Regions from separate parts of the Sus scrofa genome. Here regions 1 and 3 are each linked to region 2. The links are chromatin contacts, called in public HiChIP or PLAC-seq maps. All regions are on one chromosome and are shown on one strand. Each heading gives the region's core, a stretch centred on a gene start, on an enhancer-like site or on the middle of the called end of the contact. The rest is flanking DNA. Distances are from core to core; before and after follow the strand shown.

Evidence for each region. HiChIP or PLAC-seq counts read pairs in DNA pulled down with a chosen protein or histone mark.
Region 1: an H3K27ac HiChIP or PLAC-seq map of alveolar macrophages shows a contact between it and region 2. The contact joins the promoter of TADA1 here to the promoter of CREG1 in region 2. A contact is called at or near these places in 2 of 5 promoter capture datasets (fetal liver and fetal skeletal muscle), 2 of 47 Hi-C or Micro-C datasets (liver and skeletal muscle) and 1 of 2 datasets of contacts at active chromatin or transcription factors (alveolar macrophages).
Region 3: an H3K27ac HiChIP or PLAC-seq map of alveolar macrophages shows a contact between it and region 2. The contact joins the promoter of POGK here to the promoter of CREG1 in region 2. A contact is called at or near these places in 8 of 47 Hi-C or Micro-C datasets (alveolar macrophages, fetal skeletal muscle, heart right ventricle and 4 more) and 2 of 2 datasets of contacts at active chromatin or transcription factors (alveolar macrophages and skeletal muscle).

The regions. Positions count from the first base shown.
Region 1 is chr4:84,173,294-84,175,993 of Sscrofa11.1, reverse strand. It overlaps TADA1 (transcriptional adapter 1), which reads right to left and starts at 1,328. Exons shown (of 8, transcript XM_005663143.3): 1 at 1,251-1,328. LOC106510106 (a long non-coding RNA gene) reads left to right here and starts at 1,687. Exons shown (of 3, transcript XR_002343364.1): 1 at 1,687-1,847; 2 at 2,445-2,548.
Region 2 is chr4:83,456,997-83,459,696 of Sscrofa11.1, reverse strand. CREG1 (protein CREG1) reads right to left here and starts at 1,339. Exons shown (of 4, transcript XM_001928982.4): 1 at 903-1,339. The coding sequence starts at 1,256. LOC110260300 (a long non-coding RNA gene) reads left to right here and starts at 2,652. Exons shown (of 3, transcript XR_002343362.1): 1 at 2,652-2,700.
Region 3 is chr4:84,201,864-84,204,563 of Sscrofa11.1, reverse strand. POGK (pogo transposable element derived with KRAB domain) reads left to right here and starts at 1,389. Exons shown (of 5, transcript NM_001244259.1): 1 at 1,389-1,520. The coding sequence starts at 1,389.

The DNA of each region.
Region 1 (2,700 bases), core at 79-2,578, 720 kb before region 2:
GTGTTTAAGAAATATACATTTTAGAAGTACCGGTTGTGGCTTAGCAGTATGGAACCCAAATAGTTTAACCCAACTAATATCCATGAGGATGTGGGTTCAATCCCTGGCCTCACTCAGTGGGTTAAGAATCCGGCATTACCCTGAAGTGTGGTGCAGGCCAAAGATTCGGCTCAGATCCTGCATTTCTGGGGCTGTGGTGTATGCTGGCAGACGTAGATTCCATCCCTAGGCTAGGAACTTCCATATGCTGGGGTGCGGCCCTAAAAAGACAGAAAAAAATTAAAATAAAATTTGTTTCTTTTACGTTTGAAAATAAAATTTTAATAACAACGTTTAGAAAATTTCCAAACTGGTCCTTGTTTCTCAGGAGGGCTCTTTCTACGACCTGGGCCTTTGCTGTATTACTGATTTTACACTAGACCACTTTAGCCTTTGATCCAATTACCAATTATGTAAACTCGGTCCCCTACTAGAACCAGGGTGAAAGTCTGGCTGGGCACCTCAGGGGTCCTTTGCAACCCTGTGTAAGGTATCAGAGGCAGAAATCAGACGCGAGGGTCCCAATCCTGCTGTGACTTTTGAAGAATTACTTAACCGCTCAAGATCTCAGTCTTCTCATCTATCAAATGGGAATAATAATGAGAATAACATCTCCACCGTGAGGATTAGATGAGATAGTACAATTAGCAATTACCGCGCTGAAAAGGTGCTCAATAAATGTCCGCTACTGCTATGTCACTATAACTGCAAAAGTGTTGGGTGACTATTATTTCTCAAGAGGGTCTGTATGCCTTCCAAAATAGTTGTTCACGCTTTACCGACAGTGCCTGCACAGTAAGCCTCCGCCTCCAGGAAGCCCTCCAGGAGCTGGCCGCCCAGCGTGGTGCCGACTCCGACTCGGGCCAAGGGAGAGCCACACGCCTCCCACACCCTCGCGCACGGCCCGCGACTGCTCAACAGGCCCTTGAGCGTGAAGGCGTGGAGTGAGCTTTTCCTGCCCCACCCAGGGCACAGCCTCGGGTGAAGGCGCCCTCCCGGGTCCCCAGGGAGCCCCGGCCCCTCCAGACGGGTCAGAAGAGGTTGCTCGCCGCCCCGGCCCGGGCCGGAGGAACCTAGAGGGCCCGCCGACCGCAACGCAAGAGCTGCGCAGGCCTCGCGGCCGCGGGGACCCACACCCGGGTGGGTCGGCAGCCCCAAGCCAGGGGAGCACCCGCGCGGAGACTTGGACACTGCGTCCGGAGAGTTCTTACTGTTTCACGTTGTCCCCCAGAGCCTCGCTCAAGTTCTTCTTGGCCGCCTCCAGCTCGCTCACAAAGGTCGCCATTGCTCCCCAAGACTCAGCCCGACCTCGGACCTCTCAGCCACAGACACCAGCAACCGAAAAACCAACTCCGTGAAGGCTTCGGCTCTGGAGGCTCCGTCTGCTCCCGTCTGCCCCGCCCCCAAGCGCGCAGAGGACGTTTGTTTGGTTTTCGGCTCCGCCCGCCTTTCTGAAGAGAAAGTGCTGATCCAAATTCGGTGTTTTCGCGGTTCTCTTCCTCCCGCCCCCTCGAGTCACGTGACCCGCCCTACCTCGCGCTTCCCGCGCCCCACCTAAACCCGCCGGCCGGGCCGGGGCTGCAGCGTCACCTGCAGGGCTGGCGCGTCTCAGTTCTCTCAGTTCTGCTGCTGGGCAAGCTCAGAAATTCGTTTTACCTGGTTTAAATAGCTTCTCCGTCCAGGGCAAAAAGCAAATGCAGTATTGACTTTATTCTTTCTTTGCCTTATTCTTTTTTGCCGATAACTAGTCATCTAATATGCCATTTAAGTGACTTATCTTGTTAATTTTCTCCCTTCAATTAAAACGTGTAAGTTCTTTGAGGCAGGATTTGTTTTATTCACCACTGTCGTTCCCCAGTTCCTAGAGCAATGCCTGGCACATAGTGGGCTCTCCACTGCTGAGAGAATGAAGTCATTATGAAAAACAGGGAAAATACACAGAACGATAAAGGAAAAAGAAAGAAAAAATGTTACCACCCCCAAACTCTTTTAACAGAGAGATTTCCCCCCCTCCCATAATTTATAAGCATACTCTATCTTCAGTTGTGCATCCTGGTAGGGTTTTTGGTTTGTTATTTAATATAATAATATAAATATTTTCCTCTGAGAGTACATTGACTTTATAATCATAATTTTAATAACAGCATGTTAAATACCACACAATAACCGGTTTCCCAATTGTTAGATGGATTATTTCCATTTTTTCTATTAAAAACAATATTTTAATACACTTTATGCATAGTTTTTCCTCATCTAGGGTAATTACTTGAACAAAGTCCCATAAATAGAATTACTGGTTTAAATAATAGGAATTTATGAGCGTCTTGGTGGATATTGTCAAATTTTGTCCCCCAAATTTGAAATAATCCTAAATGACTTTTAAATCTTGTGTGATTTCTCCACAGAGTCTCCTTCAAGCTTCTTCATTCATTAAGCAAGGATACAGTGAGCTCCAGTTATGTGCGTGGCTGTCTTTTGAATTCTAGAAATACAAAGATGAACAAGGCAGGTAAAGTCTTCCTACCTGTGTCGTAAAACCTCAGATGAATTTTGAATTTTTAAAAAGTAATTATCCACTTACACTTGCCATGGCTCCCCAGTGACTACTGAACAAAGTCTAAACTCCCTAACCTGGCTTTCAGATTGGCCTATGATCTGAAT
Region 2 (2,700 bases), core at 90-2,589:
CCACTGGCTTTGGGCAAGTTACATAACCTAAAATTCAAGTTCTTCATCTGCAGCATGGGGATGGTAATACCCACTTCAAAGCGTTATTAAAGGAGACGATGAATGGAAGATGAATGAAAAGGTCAGCCTGGAACAAGGTTATATCAAACCTTATATTAAATATAAGGTTTCTTTCATCTTATCATTATCAACAGTGTTAACCTCTGGAGTTCTCATTGTGGCTCAGCAGTAACCAACCCAACCAGTATCCATGAAGACGTGGGTTCAATCCCTGGCCCCACTCAATGGGTTAAGGATCCGGGTTGCAGTGAGCTGTGGTGTAGGTCACAGATGCAGCTTGGATCTGGTGTTGCTGTGGTGTAGACTGGCAGCTGCAGACCCCTAGCCTGGGAACCTCCATATGCCGCGGGTGCACCCCTAAAAAGACCAAAAAAAAAAAAAAAGACTGCAATAATCATACACAATGTTGTATTTACTTCTTGCTGCTGAAGGGAAAATTCTTAATTCAAAGGAGGGATAAGAAAGAGAAATCCCAAAGCCAGTTATACTAAGTGCTAAACTACCCAAAAGTCTCCACACCCTGTAAAACTTTTAATAAGAGTTCAGTGAGACACCGTAACCCAAAACGACCCCAGGTGAGAAGTCCTCCAGGTGCTGGTAGAGAATTCACTAGAAGTGCATTGCGCAGTGGCGAGGGCGTGTGTGAAATTCCTGATATTTAGCTGCCCAGCAATAGAAAAGCTGCAATGCTCGCCTAGCCAGCTCGGGAAAGAAGAGGTAGGTTTGGCCTACGTTCAAATTCTTATCTCTACGAGGCCGGCTCTCCTTCCTCAACAGAATTTAAGCGACAGTCAAAAGGCTCGCGCTTCGGCCCGCGGTGCCACACGGCCCCTCCCGCTCACCTGCAAGTTGCCTACTGATTGCTGCAACGGGCTAAGATAGAAGTACAGGACGCCGGTGCCCTTGCCTGGGGGGCCGTCGCTGAGAGATAAGACGTCGGCAAAGGGCCTGCCCCGCACCCCCTCCTGCGTGGAGATGGTGGCCAGCGCGCCCCAGTCGCAGAGGTTCGTCACGAAGCGGGCCACAAGCGCCGCATTCTCGCGGGGCGGGAGCGGCGGCAGCAGCCCGGTGGCGTCCCAGTGCCCGTGGCCCTGGCCGCTTCGGCCACGCGCTGGTGTCACCAACAAGGCCACCAGCGCGGGAGCCAGCAGGAAGGCGAGCACGGCGCGCGCAGACCCGCGGGCACGACCATCCATGTCCGCGACTCCAGCAAAAGTTCCGCGTCCGGGGCCTACCGGGTCCCAAGACTAGGCGTGCGCGCCCGGGCCCCGCCCATCGCGGGGCAAACCGATCCTGCCCCTTCCGAAGAGGACCAATGGGAGTACGGGGGTGATGGGCGGAGAGGGCGTGTCCCTCGGCCCGCCCCCGCAACGTGCTGCGAGGAAGCTGTTTACCCACCTTCCTGCAGCTCCGCCCCGCCGCTCTGACAGGATTGCGAAATCTTCCTAAAGGGGGTGGTCGTTTTGGACCGAGGAAAAGCAGAGGCTTAGAGAAATTAAGCAGCTTGCCTAAGTCATATTCCTAGGAAAGGACCAGTCTCTTCACACACACCCCCTTCCTTTAATACCTTTGGATTTGGCTACCTGGCATCTGAGAGGAAATGCTGTGTTTTCTTCACATGCTCCTCTTGTCTGTTTACTTCACTGTCTGGTTACTCCACTATAAAGAGTAAAGACCAAAGAGCAGCAAGGGTCCCAGGGGGAAAACAGAAGCCCCAAAGTTTAACACCTCAATAACTTATTACTCCTGGCCCGGGAGTCCCTCAGAGATACCAGGGGATTGTCAGGATTCCATGCACGTATTTGAACTCATTGAAACCAGTTGTGGACCGTGGTTATAAGGCTCGGGGACTGTGGTTTCACAGATGTCTTGCTTTTGCTCATCCCTCACCTCATGTACGTGGCGTTTCCCTTTGCTCCTCCTAAGAAAGTCTCTTCCGTTTTTCCAGGGGTGCCTCCTCTTTCTGATACTCTGGCAATTGGCAAGTAGGCTCATACCACCTGATGTGCCCGCCTTATAATTATAAGCTTTAATCACACCTCCTCATAGCGAATCCTCATTATTTTGACCTGGCCTCACGCCCCTACTTTAATCATTGTTATAAAGGCCAGTGTGGTGGTGCTGGGGCAGGAGGTTGTCAGTTTCTAAACCTGGCTCTGGTATAAGCAGCCTTCAGAGGCTGAGGTGTTCAACAAAGGTGAAGTAACTTGGGGCCCCGGACCAGTCACCTGAGCAGGCAGGTGTGGGCCACAGGTGTGTGAACTGAAGCCCCGCCTCCATTTCCGGTCTCCAACTCGGCTTCCCCACATTGAGCCTGGAAGGTTCTCAGGCTACTCAGCCAGAACTTGGGTACATGGAGTTCCCGTCGTGGCGCAGTGGTTAACGAATCCGACTAGGAACCATGAGGTTGCGGGTTCGGTCCCTGCCCTTGCTCAGTGGGTTAACGATCCGGCGTTGCCATGAGCTGTGGTGTAGGTTGCAGACGCGGCTCGGATCCCGCGTTGCTGTGGCTCTGGTGTAGGCCGGAGGCTACAGCTCCGATTTGACCCCTAGCCTGGGAACCTCCATATGCCGCGGGAGCGGCCCAAGAAATAGCAACAACAACAAAAAAGACAAAAGACAAAAAAAAAAAAAGAAAGA
Region 3 (2,700 bases), core at 140-2,639, 740 kb before region 2:
GCCCTGGGCGGCTCGGCCGCGGCGGGGGTGGAGGCGGGGGTGCCGAGGCTGCAGCTGCAGCTGCCGCCACCGCCGCCTTTGTTGCGGGCCCGCCAAGGGAGGCAGGCGACGCCGGCCTCCGCCGCTCGGCAGGTGCGCTGGGGCCGGGAGCGGGCCGGGCTGGGAGGCGGGCCGGGCCGGGCGCGGGCAGGGGAGCGGCGGGAGCGCTCCCGGCGCGGGGCCGCGGAGAAAGGGAAATGGGACAAGATGGCTGGAGAAACCCGAGCGCGCCCGGGGGCGCGGCGGCGGCGGCGGCGGCGGCAGGCGGGGCGCCGGGCGGGTGGGGGGCGGCGGCTGCGGGCACCTCTCGCTCGCACCTTAGCTGCGGGGTGGCGTCCCCAATCCCCACCCTTCTCCCTGGAGCTGGCTGGGGAGGCCGAGGCCAAGTTCGGGCCCCAGCTCCTGGGATCTCAAGCCGGTTCCGCTCGCCCCAGACCTATCCAGGCAGCATTCGCCCGACCTTTTGGGAAATATACAAGAAGAAGACTTTGAACTCCGGAAGAATCTTTTCTTTGGAATCCCGGGAGGATGAGGCCCACGAGATGCACCCTCACTCCATACCTAGGAATTGCCCGCGCCCCTAGAGGGCAGGAGCGCGGCCCTTTGTACTGGCCTAGGAGCCTGGCCAAAGAGAATTTGCAGAAGAGAAAGAATTTGCGATCCGGACGCAATTTCCCGGTGGGGGTGGGCCCCAGAGCCTGGCCCTAGCTGATTTCTGCACCTTCTTGGGTGTCCAGGCATTACTCCCCACAAAGGGTCAACTGACCCCTGGCCTTGGAAGATCGCTTAAGGCAGAATGACTGTTTTCTCTCCTGACTCCTGGGCAGAACCCTTGAATCTGGAAAATCCAGACGATGGGTACTCTGAGCCAGCCAACCCCTTGATGCTGAACTGTCCCTTACAGGAACAACCCTGTTGAGCAAGTGCTGGACTCGCTCAGACGACTTCACTGATAGGAAGACAACACCCTGTCTTGAGCCAGCAACCAGGCTCTGAGAAAGTTCTGCCTTTTGATGCACTTTTTAAAAACCTTTCCCCAGAATGTTTACCCATCGGCCTCTTTGGGTCTTTACAGAACCGGTCTGGCCTCTCTTCCACAGATAGATTTTTAAATATTTGAAGGTAGCCAGGTATGCTATCTGCCTGCTATCCTTCTTCTTAGTCATAATTAATATGTCACCTTCTGGCTTCCTTGTGCTTTCCCTATAGCCCTTCCTCCCCAGGCCTGACTCCATGCCCTTCCTTCATTCCAGCAGAACTTGTACTTGGGGCTAGAAAGGCTTATGTCTGCTGAGCTGCCCTCGTCACCCTAGCACCTGATTTTCCTGAACTGAATTTTTCTTGCAGAAATGGAATCCACAGCCTACCCTCTCAATTTCGTCCTGAAGGAAGAGGAACAAGAAGAAGAGATTAGGAGCCGGGAACTGGAGGATGGTCCCACAGATATGCAGAAGGTCCGAATCTGCTCAGAGGGCGGATGGGTAAGTAAGAAGGTGTGGGGTGCACATGTGGCTGTGAGGGCAGGCCTGGGAGCCAGGCAGACATAGGAAGTGAAAATAGCCTAGCCCAGCCCAGTGTGTTTGTATTCCTGAGAAAACAGTCCTGTGGCTTTAAAAAGCACAGGCAGTGAAGAATAGAAGAATTGGTTATGGGAAGAGTCCCTTCAGCCATGTAGCTTATTGCCATCAAGATTGGAAGTCCAGTAGGCCATGACTGTGTTTGTTTCTTGTAGCCCTGGATTCCCTATGTCCTATTCAATGCCAGACACCTTGTAGACACCAACTAAATGTTTGCTGACCTATGTTAAAGAAAAAGTATTCTGACACTTGTTAAGATGATAGGAAAGACTATTCTGAACTATGCGTTTAGTTTTCAAGATTTTTCCAAGTAGGGGAGAGAAATTGGGCTCAATAATAAATACAGGTGGGAATTTATAGCCAAGGAGCAGAGCTGAGGGCTCAGTAGATGGAAAATTACTAAGAGGAGATATCAGGTGTGGGGGATTCTTTCTCAACTGACTTAGCAGGATTTTTGCAGAAACTGGGCTGGGCAGGCTGAGGACCAGAGAGAAGGGAGCCAAGATTGAGGCCTAGTGGAGGAGAGGGCTCAGGGGAACCTGAGGAAAGTTTGAGGGAGGGGAGAGTCTTTGTCACCTGCTGCTGGTTGAAGGGAACCATTGAAACCATTTAAAGGCATCTTGGGGCACTGAGCTGATATGAGGTGAGCTTTCTGGAGGTGAGATGAGTTGTTTCCGTGTGAGCAGTTCCCTACTGTAGTTGACACAGGAGAGTGCTGCCTTTCCAGCTGGCCTGGATGGAGGGATTGGAATGGTGGGCAGCCGTGAATAATACCCAAACAGAACAGTGATAGATTTAGAGTAAACTCATAAAAGTGTAAATGCAACAGATATTTAGACTTTATAGTGATGTACATTATTCATAGTACTTATTGGACTTCATAATTGAACACAAATGGTAAATATTTTCAATAAGCAACAAAAGGACATTCCTTTTCACTGCTTAGTTTTCCATTGTGTTGAATATCCTTTGTTTCCAATGAGAGATTTGTTTTCATAGAATCACAGTCCTTCCAAATTATCCAGTCCAGCTCCCCTCCCACATGAGGGAACTGGGGTGCTGCAAGGTTATCTGCTTTGGCCCT